Linked DNA regions of Mus musculus: all the other regions are linked to region 1. A link is a contact called in public HiChIP or PLAC-seq and Micro-C data. All regions are on one chromosome and are shown on one strand. Each heading gives the region's core, a stretch centred on a gene start, on an enhancer-like site or on the middle of the called end of the contact. The rest is flanking DNA. Distances are from core to core; before and after follow the strand shown.

Region 1 (4,986 bases), core at 993-3,492:
GTAAGAGTGCAATCCATGAGCTCAGCTTCTCAGGTTGGATGGAAAAGACAAGAGCCTAGAGAAATGGTTCCCAATCTATGGGTTGTGATCACTTTGGGTCACATGGGTCTCCTAAGGCCATCAGAAAACACAGGTATTGACATCATGATTCATAACAGTAGTAAGCTTAGTTATGACATAGCAATGAAATAATTTTATGGTTGGGGGTCTCCACAACATGAGGAAGAGTATTAAAGCGTCACAGCATTAGGACAGGACACTTCTCTAGAGAGAGATCCACACAATAGCGGGGTGTGTTAACAGTGAATCCAGAATAGTTATTTAGTTAAGCTAGTGTGGGAATCAGACTCTTCCTGAGTTCTAACATATAGCTTCTCCTGGACAGCCACTCTAGTCGGGAAAGACAGGGTCCACCCAAGCCCCCAAGTCACCAGTAGTGAACGGGCCCACACGGTATCAAGTTCCTGCTCTAGATCCAGAGAGGATCCCAGATCTTTGAGCTTTCCTTACAGAGAAGCCAACCACAATACCATCTGTATAAGATTCTCTAGTGCAGCATTAACACTGATCCTACATCTTACATGGACTAGAATACTATTCCTATGCAAAGACAGGCATACCCAGCATTCTCGGTGGCCCATTCTATTACCTGCAGAAGACCAGAGACCGTAAAGATCATTCGTGTCAGCAGCCACCAGGATCCTGTCCAGGAAGCCATGGGGTCCAATATCATAGGAGTCTCCCTCACAGCCTACGAAAGAAAAGACAAAAAGAAAATGCCTCGTTTGCAACTAGCTCTGGCTCCAGAGGCAGAATCTGTAAGCTAAGGAGCCAATCAGAAGGCAGGGACCCTGAAGCCCAAGCAGTGTCTTAGAAACGTTTGTGTTGGCCCAGGATGGGATTGTCTGCTGCAGAATGAAGGCAATATGGGGCTCCCTTTAGGATGAGTCCCCCAAGATCAAAAAGGGGAACGGAGACTGCCTCCAGTCAGCAATTCACCCATCCCTCCAGTGCTCCAGCAGTAGGGACAACCCTGCCCCAGACACCTCCTAGCCTGTTTGTCAGCACCAGAGTGTGGCTTTTGGGGGCGGGGGGGGGGCTGGGGGTTGTGGGGAGGACCAGCCTAAAGCCAAGAGTTAGGGCACCTGCCAGCTTTAATTCCTTGAGGCAAAAATGAGTCTGAAGCCAATTAAACTAGACCAGAGAGGGAAGAACCCTGCCTAAGGGCACACAGCTAAACAGAGTCTAGGATAGGAACGCAGATTGGATAGTTAGAGGAATTTCTCACTAGATGATAGAATGCCTTCTGCTTCCAGACCTGCCTTTAAGAGAATTCTGGGGGCCACAGTCTTGCGGAGTGTAATCTCTTAAAGGTGAGGAAGAAGTAAGCCCAGGAGGGCTACGAGGACCGTTTTCCCCAATGTGTTTTCCTGTCAGTTTACAGGGAACTCAGTTTGAGCGGAGACTGGAAAAGCCGAGGTCACACTCGACTCCCGCTTCGCCTCGCGGGCGCCTTGGCGGTGTCGGTGTCCGGGGGCGGGTCGGTGGCTTCTCTCCATCTGGAGAAAGCATTAAGGCCTGGCTTAATGCGATCCGCAAATGTGCTGCTGTTTCCGACCTGAGGCGGCGACTCTGGGACGAAGGGAGGCGGCCAGGGCTGGGCCCCAGGACCACGCGCCCCTCTCCGCTGGCTCGCACACTTCAGCGCCCGCCACCCTCACGCCTCCTTTCCCTGGCGTGCGTCTCCTCTCGTTTCTCTGCGCTTCAAGCATGCGAACCTCACTCAGTAGCCAAACCTCCGGACCTTCAAACACTGCAAGCTAAGATCAGCCCGTAGTCCGCTGACCCCGCAGGGTATCCCCCATCATCCAGAGCACCCCTCGCTCGCAGAGGACCAGGAAAGGTTCTGTCCAACATTCCCGGATCCTGTAGCGCGCCTGCCTGGAGCTGTCTAAGCCCCATAGGGCAGTGCTCAACCAAGACCTTATTTTCCAGTAGCGTTCCCATCAACTTGCTCCACCTTACCATCCTCAGAGAGATGAATCCCTGGATCCCCCGCGGGTGTTTCCAATCCGGAGTCGCAGCAGCGTCTGACGGTGCAAGGAGGGATGCGCGCTGCGAGACAGTGGCGAGCAGCGCCGACTCGGCGACACCTCGTGCGGAGCGCGGGATCCCGACGGTCCCCGACGCCGGCCTCCAGCTCGCGCCGCCGCCAAAGTTAAATGGGGCTGGGACGCGGCCGCCCCGCCTGTCCCGCCCCTCCGGGCGCGCGGAGCGCAGTGCTGGCCCCGACCCAGGGGCGGAGGGCGCGCGCCGCCACCTGCGCCGCCCGTCCCGCAAGTGCGCGCCGCGTCTAGGGTACCGTCAGTCCCTCCCGCCCTGCGTCCTCTGCCCTAACCCAGGGGCGCTGGGAACGCGGGGACAAGCGGGCCACCGAGCCGCAGCCAGGCGGCTCGGAGCGCTCGGGGCCGCCGCGGCCACGGCGAGACTCCGCTGGAACGCTTCTCCGCCCGCTTCCTGGAAGCCACTCCTTGCCCTGGGCCTGCAGCCAGGCCTGGTGCCAGGAGCTCCGGCTGCCGCCGGCGGCAGCGCGCTCTGGGGAGGCGTCCGCTGCGCCACGGGCCAGCCAGGCCAGCCAGACCAGTGCGAGGATGCCACCCTCTCCCAGCACCACCGCCAGACCCCGGGGACCTCAGCTGTTAAGTAATACCCTGCAGAGGCTGCCCAGAGTCTACCCACTCCTGCTGGTAGCCTTAGGAGCTTGACCATCACCCATTCAAACAGCCCCTGCGGTCTTGGTATAATTGGGGACCATGGATGACCCAGCAGGGACACCTAAACCTGAGACCTAGAGTCCCTGGTAGGAAACAGGTTTGGGTCCCACAGAAGTCCAGACCTGTCAGGAAATAAATACAGCTACAGCCCCGGGGCCTAGAGGTTTGGAAGAGAGGTGTCCCAGTCATGAATGGAGGAGGGTTGAGGGCACCTTGAGCACTTCTGAAGGAAAGAAAAGCCATGGAAGAGACATGGGGGCTTGGCTTCATCTCAGCAATAGGAGTCAAGGGCCAGGTGTTCCATTTAAGGCACCATTGTGCCTCCCGTATTGCTGCTCCCTTGAGTGATGCCACTTTGTCAAGTGGTATGTGTAGCCAGCCTTCCCAAAAGCAGTCGTTCCTAGAGTTATCTTAAGTCCTCGGGGAGTAGCTTTTCATGATGATCAGAGAGGCCAGGTCTGGAACTGGTTCCTAGGTACCTATTTCTCGCTAGAGTCTGAAACATTTGCATCCAAAGTTGCTCTCTTGCCTAGTGAACTGAAGGCTGGTATGTTCCAGATTCTTTTATGGCATTGCCAAGAGTTCCCCCCACGTGTTTTCCTATTCTCTCCTTCCCTGATCAGATGGCCTCCTCTGACCAGGAAAAGGGCCTTGTCAAGACTGTCTCTCCACTCCAGAGAGGGAAACGGCTGGAAACCTATGGAAAATGAGCAGGTGGTGCATGGGAAGAGATTCAGGAGGAACCAAGAAGGGAGGACAGAGCTAGACCATGACTAGCTCACCTGCAGACCACTGAGTCTCTCTGTTCACCCTAGTTTAGCTCTGGAAAGTGGGGCAGATAATACACATATGGATACTGGGCTATTACTCTGATGGGGATTATGCAGGATTAGGTTCCCATGAGCCTCTGGTTATGTTTTGACAGCCACTTGGCACACTGCCTTATTTTGTATGCCTTTCCGTGTAAAAGCACCTTGTCTAACACATGTTCATTCATTCTCCCTGAGCTCCTGGCACCAGCACCTGTCAACTCTCCTAACAAGGGACTGCTCTCTAGCTGTTCACATACACATCCCAGCCTCTTGGTCCTTGGGGAGACAGAGCCAGCACTGTGCTCAAGGGTTGCCTCAAACAATGTAATCAACAACAAAATGTTGCATAGAGGACATTTAGGATAATGGTTTACCGAATAAGAACTGAACAGACCCAAGAAGAGCAAGGAAGTCTTGTGGGACCTTAGCAGTGAGTGTGGGCACTAACTGACTCCAAATGTTCACTGGCCTTCAGATGACTTCGAAAGCGTCCTGTGCTTTGATGGTATGGTGACAGGTGATGATTATATGATGATATGACAGATGAGAAGGATCCGTGGTGTGTGTGTCTACATCAGTGCATTAGGAGAGAAACAGCCATGCTAACACTTCAGAACACACCATGTGGTACTTTGAACGAGAATGTTGCCATACGGTCATGTTGAATCCCTAGTCCTCAGTTGGTAAACTGTTTGAGGACGAGGAGAGGCGGCCATGTTGGAGGAACAGCGTCACTGGAAGGGGGTTTGAGGTTTTCAAAAACACAAGTGATCTCCCATGGCTCTCTCCTGCTGCTGCCTGTGGATTCAGATGTAGAACTCTCAGCTCTTTCTCTAGCACTGTGTCTGCCTGCGTACTGCCATGTTACCCACCATGATGATAATGAGCTAACCCTCTGAAACTGTAAGCCAGTCCACAATTCAATGCTTTCCTTTGTAAGAGTTGCCTTGACCTTGGTGTCTCTTCAGAGCAATTAAACAGTAACTAGGACACAGCACCAGAATCTATTCTAGGCATTTCTTAGGAATTGCTAATTCAGCCTTCAGCACAGCTTATTGGATGGCATATTGGTTTGACCTGACATAAAACACTTAAGAGGAGAAAAGATTTCTTTTGGCTCACAATTTCAAGTGTGTCAGTTCATTGCAGCAGGGCAGACATGGTAAATCAGAGAGCAGTTCACATCTTGGTGGCCGGAAAGCAGAGAAAGGAAAAAGCATCTGAGACCTGCTAAATAATCCTCAAAGTTACAGCCTCAGTGACCTACCGCGTCCAGGTAGATTCCACTTTCCAAAGTTTCTAGCACCTACCAAAATAGCACCGTGGGCTGGGCAGCACGCACCCCAGGCATGAAGCTCTGGGAGACACTTCACATCCAAACCATAACAAGTACGTGTTTT
Region 2 (4,986 bases), core at 870-3,369, 340 kb after region 1:
AAATCGTCCCTGTGTTTGTAAGCAGGAATAAAGTTAACACGTTGACTCCAGTATCTGTCACTGGTGGAAGGCTTTACTAAATCATTTGCAATGAACACAAACTTTGAAAAACATTTAGAATATTTAAATGGACCATTTACTGGGATTTAGACATTTTGGTGCATGTATAACAAGGAAATATAAATGTTCTAAACTTCTACAAGAGTTAGTTAATTAATTTAGTTAATAAAAATAAGCTCTACATGTAGTAAGAGAGATTATTTTATTTAGCTTGCCAGCCTGAATTTAGAGGTGGTTTCAGGTCCACTTTTACAGATCAGAAAAGGGAGACCGAATTGGCTAGCTTCCTCCAGCAGTTTCCACTTGTTGAGAACAAGCCCAGGTCACTCTAACTCCTAAGCAAGTGTCCTGTCAGCTACAGCAACTCATTGCACAGAATCCACTAAGATGTGCAATGGCCAAGAAATTAGGACAAGGAAACACCTCTAGGCTTCAAAATGCAGTAAGCATGGAGGGAGGCAGAAACAAGTGAAGGGTGCAGAAATATGTGGAGTGGAGGCCTGGTGGGTCAGGGAAGGCTTCTGAGCCAGGGACACAATCCTCTCTGAAGAGAACACCTTGAAACAATAGCCACAAAAGAAAGGACCAGAAGAAAGGCCTAAAACGTTGGGTGGTGTGGTGGACTGTAGCTGTTTGGGAAAGAGCAAACAGAAGGTAACCAACCAGTTTAGCTTGGTCATTAATAAAACAAGGCTTCATAATGAAGTTTGCCATGTGGCAATATTAATGCGCATCTCCAGGTCAATGTTATCGCAATGGCTAGGCAACTTCATGCCTGCAAGGAAAAGTACCACCAGGTAGACCCAGAACAGGCACCTGGGGGAAATCCAGGTGTCCAGTTTCCGGACCCCGTGCAGCACAGATGCCCACACTTTTTTTTCTGTCATGTGTCCTGTTCTCACCTTTCCCCCCTCTGAAGCCTGTTGTCAGCACGTGGGGTAACTGGCATCCTGTCTTCTGTTTGCAACTCTTTCTTTGTCCCGGCATCTCTGATTTGTGCAGGACTGTGTTCCCTTTTCAAGGACGCCCACCAGCAGCGAAGCAGGTGCAACAAATTGGGGGAAAAAAAAAGAAAAAAAAAAAAAAAAAAAAGAAACAGGACCTGCCACTCCAAGTCTAGGCTCTCTTACTTCTAAAAAGGACAGACCCAAAAAGCCAAACACTTTGGCCTCTCTTCAGGTCTCAGGTCCCGCCCTGCCCAAGAGCTATATAGTAAAACCTGGTTCTGTTTCACACCAGCTGTGGACAATCTTCCCCTGTTCTTAGGGCCGAAGGATTCTTTTTCTTTGTCCTCAGGCCCCGGAAAGCAGGTTCTCCTGGCGAGCCCCTCCCCATCGGCTCCCAGGGGACGAAACTCTTGTTTGATTTATCACTTCATCTCCGTGTCTCCTTAGAACCTAGTTAAGTCTAATCCCGCTTTCCAACTCTGAGAGCGAAGTCACCTGTCCCAGGCAAGCGGTAACACCGGGACTTTAACACAGAGCACACAAGAGACCGGGGTGTTTGAGTTCCCAATCAAGCCTCCACGACCCGACCCAAGTCCCCACATCTGTGGAAATAAAAAGTTCCCGGTGGGGGCGGGGGCAGTGCAGCCTTCTGCCTGGTCCACACCGGGACCCGAGGCGCCTCCGGGGGAGGCGAGGGAGGCTGCATCAGCCCGAGAGAGCAGAGCCAGGGAACTTCAGAGAGCGTTTCGCCCTCGCCGGGGAGAGGCAAACACCGACACGTCTGTCTCCTTCTCAACAAGTGCCTTCAAGCCCGCCGGGGGCAGACACCTCCGCGCCCGCGGCCGCCGAGGTCTCCGCTGTGCGCGGGGGGCCGCGGCCTGGCCTCAACCGAGGCGACTCTGCGTGGCCTCCCCACACCCCCTCGAGCGTCGCCCGCAGCCCCCGGCGGCCGGAGTAGGGGCGCGGGGCGGGGCGAGCGGAGGGGCGGACCCCGGGGCGCGGGGCGGACGCGAGGGTGCACGAGGGGCGCAAGGGCCGGCGCGGTCACCCGGCGCCGCGGGGAGCCGCCCACTTCTCCTGCGCAGGGGGGGCGGGGGTGGCCCAGACGGCCAGAGCGTGGATGCGGCGGTCGCCGAGCCGGGGCGGACGCGGAGCGGCCCGGGCAGGGGACGCGCGCCGGGAAGGCCGGCTCCGCAGCGGCTGCAGGATGGCTGAGGTAAGCGGTCGCGCGGGCGACGGGCGCGGGGCCGCCCTACGAGGGCCACCTGCTCGTCGTCGGCGCCGTGTGTGCGTCCCGGGAGGCCGAACTGCAGTTCCTCGCAGCCTGTGCCCGGTCGCAGCGAGGTGACCCGTGAGCGGCGCCCCGTTTCTCTTACACCCCAGAGCCCCTGTCCAACCGCTGTTGGCGCAGGGACGTCCATCTGTCTGGTATTTCAAGCCGTGACCTTCGGTCATCCCGGGAGGAGAGTCGCGGAGACGCCCGAGGGGCGTGGAGGGGGCGCCGGTCCCCTGAGGGACAAATCCTTGCTTTTTTAAAAGGGAAGAGACAAAAGACCAAAAGCGCCGCAAACCGTCAGCTTAGTTAGACGTGTCTGAAGAGGACGGATGCTCGCAGTTGAACCGCGCTGAAGGAGTGCGTTGGTTTGCCGGCGTTCCGCCTGGCTTGTCGAGCGTGGGACAGTGAGGGGTGTTCGTGCCCTCCGGTCGCTCAGGGACTTGGAGGAGCGCATCCGGATGCTGATGGGGAAGCCAGAGGGCCAAGGTCCAGTCTCTTTGGAGATGGTTTACCTGAGAGTGACAGGAAGGGATCCTGGCAATGCAGAGGTGAGGTGCTTAGTGGCCCAGTGACTGTCCACCCCGCAGCGGGGTTCCAGCCGGGCGTACCCCAGCATCCGCTTCGGGTGTCCGCTGTCCACGGGCGCTGCTTCCCCAGGGGAGCCCCTTAACCCTACTGGCCTCACGACTTCGGATAAACTCCTGGGGATTTGTCAGCCAGATGTGACAAGATTGGAGAGGCAAGTGAGAGAGATCTGATATCAATCAGTACATAGCTCGGAGCCAAACTTTCTCAAATGCGGTGTAGAAACATGTTCTTCTCGTTTAAGGCATCTCTTTGTGGCTGTGGGGCTGCCACCAGCCTGAGTTTGACAGTTAAATGGAATGCCAACTAGCAGCCTTAATTGTATGAGTGAAGTTGTATGCAGTGCGGGGGGGGGGGGGAAGATCAGACACTCTGGGGTTCGGTAATGTCCCCTAGTTTTATGGCTAGGCTCACCGCAGACCTCTGAAGATGAGGGCATTTAAATCGGGCCAGACGCCTGGTCACAGCCAGGCCTCTGCTGTTAACACTTAAGGGGCTTGAAAGAGGCCCCACTGGTGTCCTGGGAATCCCTGTCAGAGTGTGTGTGTGAGAGAGAGAGAGAGAGAGAGAGAGAGAGAGAGAGAGAGAGAGAGAGAGAGAGAGAGAGAGAGAGAGAGAACCTGTTACTGCATGGAAACACAGAACAGATATATCAACAATAAGAAGTAAATTTTTCTTATTAAAGCAACAAGATTTTGGTGTGACAGTATAGGTGAACTGAAAAACAGCATTTTGGCAAATCTTTTTTGGCAGTCTGTTTTTACTTGCTCGTTGTCTTCACTGTGCTGTTAGATTTCATGGGATCTTTTCGAATTTAACAGAGGTTTAGTTTACAAATTGATGTTTGTGCGTTAAAACTTTTGTTAAGTAGTGAAACATGTAACTTTCTCATTCGCCCCTCCCCAAATTTGTTGATGCATATTATTATACCTTTCTTAAAATTGTATGCATCAAAGTGTAATTTTGCACATTACTTCAAGTGTTACAATTTGTGCTGTATTTTATTTTTCTTTTAAAATAGATACAGACAGCTGCCCTTCTTTCTCTGGAGAATTTTAATAACTGTTCTTTTTAGCATACTTTCAGATAGTTAAAAAATATGACTCATTATCTTATTTATTGTTGCAAGTTCACAAACTTCAGTTTTACAGAAACTGTAACTGTCTCCACTCAGGTGTTGACTGTGTTCTGTTGTAGCTGAATCCTCAGACACTTTGATGGACTCTTTTAAGGTGTGAGCTCCTCAGAGTTTGAGAACTCAGATTGTGTTCAGACAGCTGCATAACTTAATTTGTACTCTCATGTCCACCCATGCAGACTGGTAAGGATTCCCTGGAGCTCTGTCTGTCACAGAGAAAATGGTTACTAGTTTGAATAACCTGCCCATGAATATTTCCTAGGATACACACACACACACACACACCAGTGATCCAGTGATCTGTGCACCTGGGTTGGAATTCACATAAGAAATCTTAGCTCACATAAATCCATTGCCTTAGAAATATATGGTTTATACAGAGGATGATTTGGTTTTTATGACCTTTCCCCTAGAAGAAGTTAGACCTGTATCCCAGGCCCATACTCATATTTTATACCTCAGATCATCAGCTTGGAAAAGTGACCCTGCCCTGTGGTGAGAAAAAGCCATCTAGTTTTCCTCACACAACAAATAATTGTCTCTTAAGCACACACTTGTCACTTCGGGATGCCAAGAAATGTGAGGGAACGTTTTAAAACTTTGTTAGTAAAATGAAACTGCAGTACCAAGGGGCCAGAAATGTCTTTGAGCTTCTGTATATGGCTTTGGAAGTTATTTTGACGGTGGCCATTAAGAGGAGTTGCCCTGAAGGCTTGCAAGGTAAATTACTTGCAGGAGGAGTGTGCTTCACCCCAGGGTGGATTTTCTCCTCTACAGATGTCACTTAGAGTGAGGTAGTTACTTTTGTCAGACACAGTCTGGTTAGAAAGAAACTAGAAATGCCATTCCCCCAGGTTCTCCAATCTGATGATCTGACGTGGCTCTGGCTTTGCTAAGATCAAGGTTTAGGAAGTCATAGGCTCTTTTTGTCCTTTCCCTTATTGTATGTCAGTAAAGATCATGACTGCTTGTCTACTGTT
Region 3 (4,986 bases), core at 1,694-4,193, 310 kb before region 1:
GTATTTACCTGTGTGTGACCCTGGCTGACATTAGCAAATTAAACTGTTGCACTTATTTAATAAGAAAATGTGTTTTCCTGTTGTTGCCTGTGGAGGGCTACACTGCGGTAGCCAATGCAATCCAGTTAAAAACTAAACCTGAAATCTACTGTAAGAAGTCTTTGCATAATCAGGTACACATTTACAGTTCCCTTTATTAGAATACTGCCAGAGTTAACACAATTTCAAGCATCATAAACAGTACTCGTGTTTAAGGAATGATATGGGCATATGCAATTTCCACAGTTGAGTGGGCCTAACAAGTGTTGGATTTTCCCTACAATACAGCTTTTTGTGGTCTGTATGTACATAATCTGTGGAATCTGTATAATAGCATAAACCAGAGACTAATCAATGGGACCTCTGAAGAGCTTAAATAATGAGTTAAAAATCCTAGAAAGTCACTTTCCTGCTGTGCAACAGAGCAGAATTCATTCTAAGCATGGCAAACATACATCCATTACAATGTACCACCAAAAGGGAGACTTTGCATCATTAGGCAAGGCTGAATCCCTTGGTCAACAATGTTTGATGCTTGATATATTACACACTAGTCAATCTGCTATTTAATTCTCAAAGGGGAAAAAAAAAAGAATTAATAAAGAAACAAAGTAAAACCTTTGGCTAGATCTTATATCCTCCAAACATGCACACATGTACCCATGGGCAGGCTAGTCACTTTATTTGTATATAAACTCAGTGTCAGCTGGATCTTCTACAAGTGACCCACCCTCTCTCCTTGTCTTCAGAGCTCATGTTAATGACAAGAGTCACCAAGCCTCTTTCCTGCCTTTTAACCCAGCCAAGCACCTTTCCCAGTCTAATCTCATCTACAATTGGAGGACTTTGCCCTTGCTATATTTTTCCTAATGACTCCCAACACGCTAATAAAACTGTTAATGACCATTTCACTATTATTTCACCACTGGCAGAGATTCTCCTTATCCTCCTTTTACATGGGCTACACACTGACACTCAAACGGAAAGTAATTTGAAAAGACCTCAGAGCTCCGGATGTCTAACCAGAGCTAGAGAGCTTGATCCTGTCTTAGAGTCACACAGGAATGGTGAGGTCTGTGACAGGACCCTGCCTGTGTCTCCCTCGCCTTTAAAATGATACGGAGCTTTGGCTTCAACAGGACTCTAAATGCTGAGCTGCTGCTATGAGAAGAAAGAGTTTCAAATGAAGAGTAGTCTCAGGATAAAGCAGACAGCTGAACCCCACCTTAGACACACGCGCTTCCTTCTGCCTGTCTCCACACCTCCATTTGTACTGCTTGCCCCCCCCTATCACCCACAGCCCCTCAAGGGGCACGTCTAACAATTCTTTTTAACCACTTTGCTACCCAATCCTCCAGGTCTCAAAACTCTCACCCACCCCACCCCCAGCCCATCTCACCACGAAGCCCCGATTCCTCCCTAAAGCTTCTCTGGCTGGACAGGTTGGCCTCATAAATGTCTAGGGCCTGACAAATCTAAAAAAGCACTGCCAACTTAGCAAATGCTCAGTATAGGATGAATTAAATAGAATTTATAGAAGATATATTCTACCAAGACCACAGACATTTTACCATCTCAAGAAACTTTTCCATATTTTAACAAAAATCCAAATTCAAAAGCATTGTATGACATACTGGGCAGACCACCAATCACCCGTTAATCCATTTATTTCAAACGTTCTACAGCATGCTTCTCTGACATGGCACAACACACAACTCCTTAGCAAGCATCACTCTCACCGCTCCAATGAAACAGAGACATTTCCTCTTTGTTAATAAAACCCAATTCTAAAAGCCTTACCGTGGTCAACATGAGCCAGAACACAGATATTCCTAATGTTGGCAGTGTTCTTCTGAAGTCGAATCATCTTATCAACACCACTGAGCACCATGGTTATTTCCTGGGACTAAACATTAAATGCAAATTAAAAATGGTACAAAATCTAGTGGGGGTGGGGGTGGGGGTGGTGTGCACAACAGCGAAAACCAAATGGACAAACTGAGAGGGAGATGCTGATGCTGACAAGTCGCCTCAGATTCCTTAACTGAGAACCCAATGAATGTTTAGCCACATCTATTTCCTTCTGGCCCTGAGGGGATATAGTCCTTTAGGCCCATGTTCCATGGTAAAGTCCACACATCCTGCTGACAGTACTTGTGGGGTGAGCTGGGAGTTTCCGGATCTGCCATGCGATGAATCACGCAGTTGGGAGCCAGGTGCAGAGGCGCCCGGCTAAGTCACACTCACACTCACATACATACATACATACATACATACACACACACACACACACACACACACACACACACACACCAGAGACAGACAGTCAGTCTCTCTCTCTCTCTCTCTCTCTCTCTCACACACACACACACACACACACACACACACACACCCTTCCCTACTTCAGTCCCTCCAAAAGTCTGCCTTTCTGTCAAGCTTGCTGGCTTTTATCAGACATGAGAACTTCGGCCCTGTGACTGCACTGAGTGTCCTTAAAAGTTTTTGGATCACGTGCCTAGGAACACACCAGGTGCACGACACACCTTCTACCCCTCTCTCCAATTAAAAGAAGCAAATCGAGGTCTGCATGCCCTTCCTCCTCTTGGGTTCCTGGAGTCGCTGCCGCTGAGAGTACCGGGTCCCTATAAAGTGCAGCCGCTCGGGACACTCCTCGCCCAGCCCAATCGACATGACCCCCCCGGGTCTCCGTCACCGTCTGGTCGCCGGCGTCCCTAGCAAGTCCCCCCACTCACCAGCTCCACGCCGCACCTCACCCACGCACCTAAGACTCCAGGGGTAGCTCAGACCGGAAGTCGCAGGAGCCTGGGGGCGGGGCCTGTGGGCCTGTGACCTCTGACCCGCGCGCATCTAGAACATCACCGGAAGCCACGTCGTTTCCCTTCAACTTGGAGTTCCGCGGTCGCCTTGACGACGGCGGACGCTGTAGCTGCTCTGAAGTGTGCCAGCCTAAGCCTGCGGAGGGGGACGCTGGAGCGCAGAGCATGAGGAACTGGTGTCTGTGCCAGATTTGCACCTGCGGGTAAGAAACGTCCGCCCGGTGTGGCGTCCGCAGAGCCGCGAGCCCCGCCGCGCACACCCCCTAAGGACTCCCTTGCCTGAACCGGAGGAGACCCCTACTCCACCCCCACCCCCCACCCCCCACCCCCGACCTTATGCTCTGCTAAATGCTGCCCATTTCCTCTGCTTGGCTAGCTCCTGGGCAAAACTTATTTTCTTTGCATTCCCTGAGGCTTCCCATCCAGAGATTTAAGCTAAAATACAGTTCAGATCAGCTAAGTAGTATGAGCAAATATGGCTGGTAAGTGATGGAGTCACCCACCGATTCTATTGGTTAACTTAAAAGAACAGTATCCATGGTATTTCGTTTGCCACCCAGAACCTTCCATCCTCTAAACTCTATTTTTATTCCTGCCAAGGCAACATTTTCCTGAGGCCTTTCTGACAGACAAAAATGGCAATAGTCCTCACCGTAAACCTCAGGTTTGGTTTGTAAGTCCTGCCTAACAACTTTACATCACCAGTAAACACATTCTTCTCTATCCTCAAGCTTACTGTTTACCCAGGGGTTAGATCACCTTTGATAAGTGAATAAGAGTAACTGAGTAACGCCAAGCCCTTTGTACTTGTAATCCCCTTCTAAGGGCAACCAGCTACAACACATATTGATTGAGAGCAGTTTCTCAGCCCCTTTTGTAATAAACATTGTTTGTATGTTTGAACAGATGCAAACATAACTTTTAAGGCTTGAATCTGCAAAATCTTGTATGTAAGAAAAAAAATGTATTTGAATCTGAATTTATCTACAAACTAAGTTATTTTCCCATCCACCCATCAGGAAATTCATTATATTAGGGACTTTACATTCTTCAAGAATAATATCACCATCCACAGAGCTGGGGGGACTGCCAATGTAAGAGGAATCCCCTTTAGGCTTTGAAGCATGGCTAATAACTTCTGCCGAAATGTCCCTTGCAAACACTTAGTTGCAGCGAGAGCACTGCCTTAGCTGCTTTCAGTTTTATAACTGAGGTACAAGAATCTTTGACAAAATGGGTAGTTACTATGACATACATAGTTCCACTCAGCCAATGGTTTTTAAACTTTGGCTACCTTCATGAGTCATTGTCTCAAAACGGGGCAAAGATTCTTCACCATCATCCCTCCCCATACCACCTCTCATCTTTTGCCTCCTTTCCTGTTGGAAGGAAAGATGGAAGATCTGTCCATATTCATTTGTTGTTGAAGACTATCTGTTAGGTACATTTGCACCACTGTGGTAGCACTGTGGTAAAAACAGCGAAGGAGAGGAGGTCTGTTTGGGCATACAGTTTGAGAGGGTGCAGTCCCTGGCAGTCAAACATGGTGGGGTTCTTGTTCATGTAACACGAAGCAAGACTTTTTACATGCTGGCAGACCAGGAGGTAGAAAGCCTGTGGAATCAAGACCCAGGCTCTCATCTTCCAAGGGCTGCTGTTTACAACTTATTTCCAGGTAGAGGCCAGCTTCCAAAAGCCTTCCAGAGTGTTTCCATCAGCTGGAAAGCAAAGGTTCAAAATATGTGAACATCTCAGATTCAAACCATGATGCCATCTTTTCTCTCTTAGGGAACTAAAATTTAATTCCTTTGATTTTCCATTAGGGACGTCTGATCTCATCATTTCTGTGAGCTGGTTGGTTTGTTTGTTTGTTGTTTGTTTGTTTGTTTCAAAAAGACAGAGAAGTTTAACAAGTGTAAACAGCTATAACTGGCAGCAAAAGTATAAAGCGGAAGGGAAATTGCACACGTTAGACTAGGAGGATTTTGCTTTCTTTTATAATTTCTCTGCACTGTTATGTTTTATACTTGTCCACAATCTTAGGTAAGTTATATTGTGAATGCATTGCTTTTGTGGACAATAAAAACACTGACAAATTCTAAAGTTTTGA

What was found. Hi-C and Micro-C count contacts between places; a contact is called where the count stands out from the background. HiChIP or PLAC-seq counts read pairs in DNA pulled down with a chosen protein or histone mark.
Region 2: a contact with region 1 is called in a Micro-C map of embryonic stem cells, with 2.5 times the contacts expected there. The contact joins the promoter of Bnc1 here to the promoter of Adamtsl3 in region 1. A contact is called at or near these places in 5 of 39 promoter capture datasets (embryonic stem cells and hippocampal neurons), 3 of 484 Hi-C or Micro-C datasets (all in embryonic stem cells), 4 of 115 datasets of contacts at active chromatin or transcription factors (all in embryonic stem cells) and 1 of 9 other capture datasets (embryonic stem cells).
Region 3: an H3K4me3 HiChIP or PLAC-seq map of forebrain shows a contact between it and region 1, with 2.9 times the contacts expected there. The contact joins the promoter of Saxo2 here to the promoter of Adamtsl3 in region 1. A contact is called at or near these places in 5 of 39 promoter capture datasets (the 3T3-L1 cell line, 3T3-L1-derived adipocytes, embryonic stem cells and 2 more), 1 of 15 datasets of contacts at CTCF or cohesin (the NIH/3T3 cell line), 1 of 484 Hi-C or Micro-C datasets (embryonic fibroblasts), 1 of 115 datasets of contacts at active chromatin or transcription factors (forebrain) and 1 of 9 other capture datasets (adipose tissue).

What each region holds. Positions count from the first base shown.
Region 1 is chr7:82,332,950-82,337,935 of GRCm38.p6, reverse strand. Adamtsl3 (ADAMTS-like 3) reads right to left here and starts at 2,242. Exons shown (of 30, transcript NM_001190374.1): 1 at 2,026-2,242; 2 at 650-751. The coding sequence starts at 2,028.
Region 2 is chr7:81,989,432-81,994,417 of GRCm38.p6, reverse strand. It overlaps Bnc1 (basonuclin 1), which reads left to right and starts at 2,119. Exons shown (of 5, transcript NM_007562.2): 1 at 2,119-2,223. The coding sequence starts at 2,128.
Region 3 is chr7:82,646,485-82,651,470 of GRCm38.p6, reverse strand. It overlaps Saxo2 (stabilizer of axonemal microtubules 2), which reads left to right and starts at 2,943. Exons shown (of 3, transcript NM_177894.4): 1 at 2,943-3,079. The coding sequence starts at 3,042. It overlaps Efl1 (elongation factor like GTPase 1), which reads right to left and starts at 2,857. Exons shown (of 20, transcript NM_175317.3): 1 at 2,793-2,857; 2 at 1,840-1,945. The coding sequence starts at 1,930.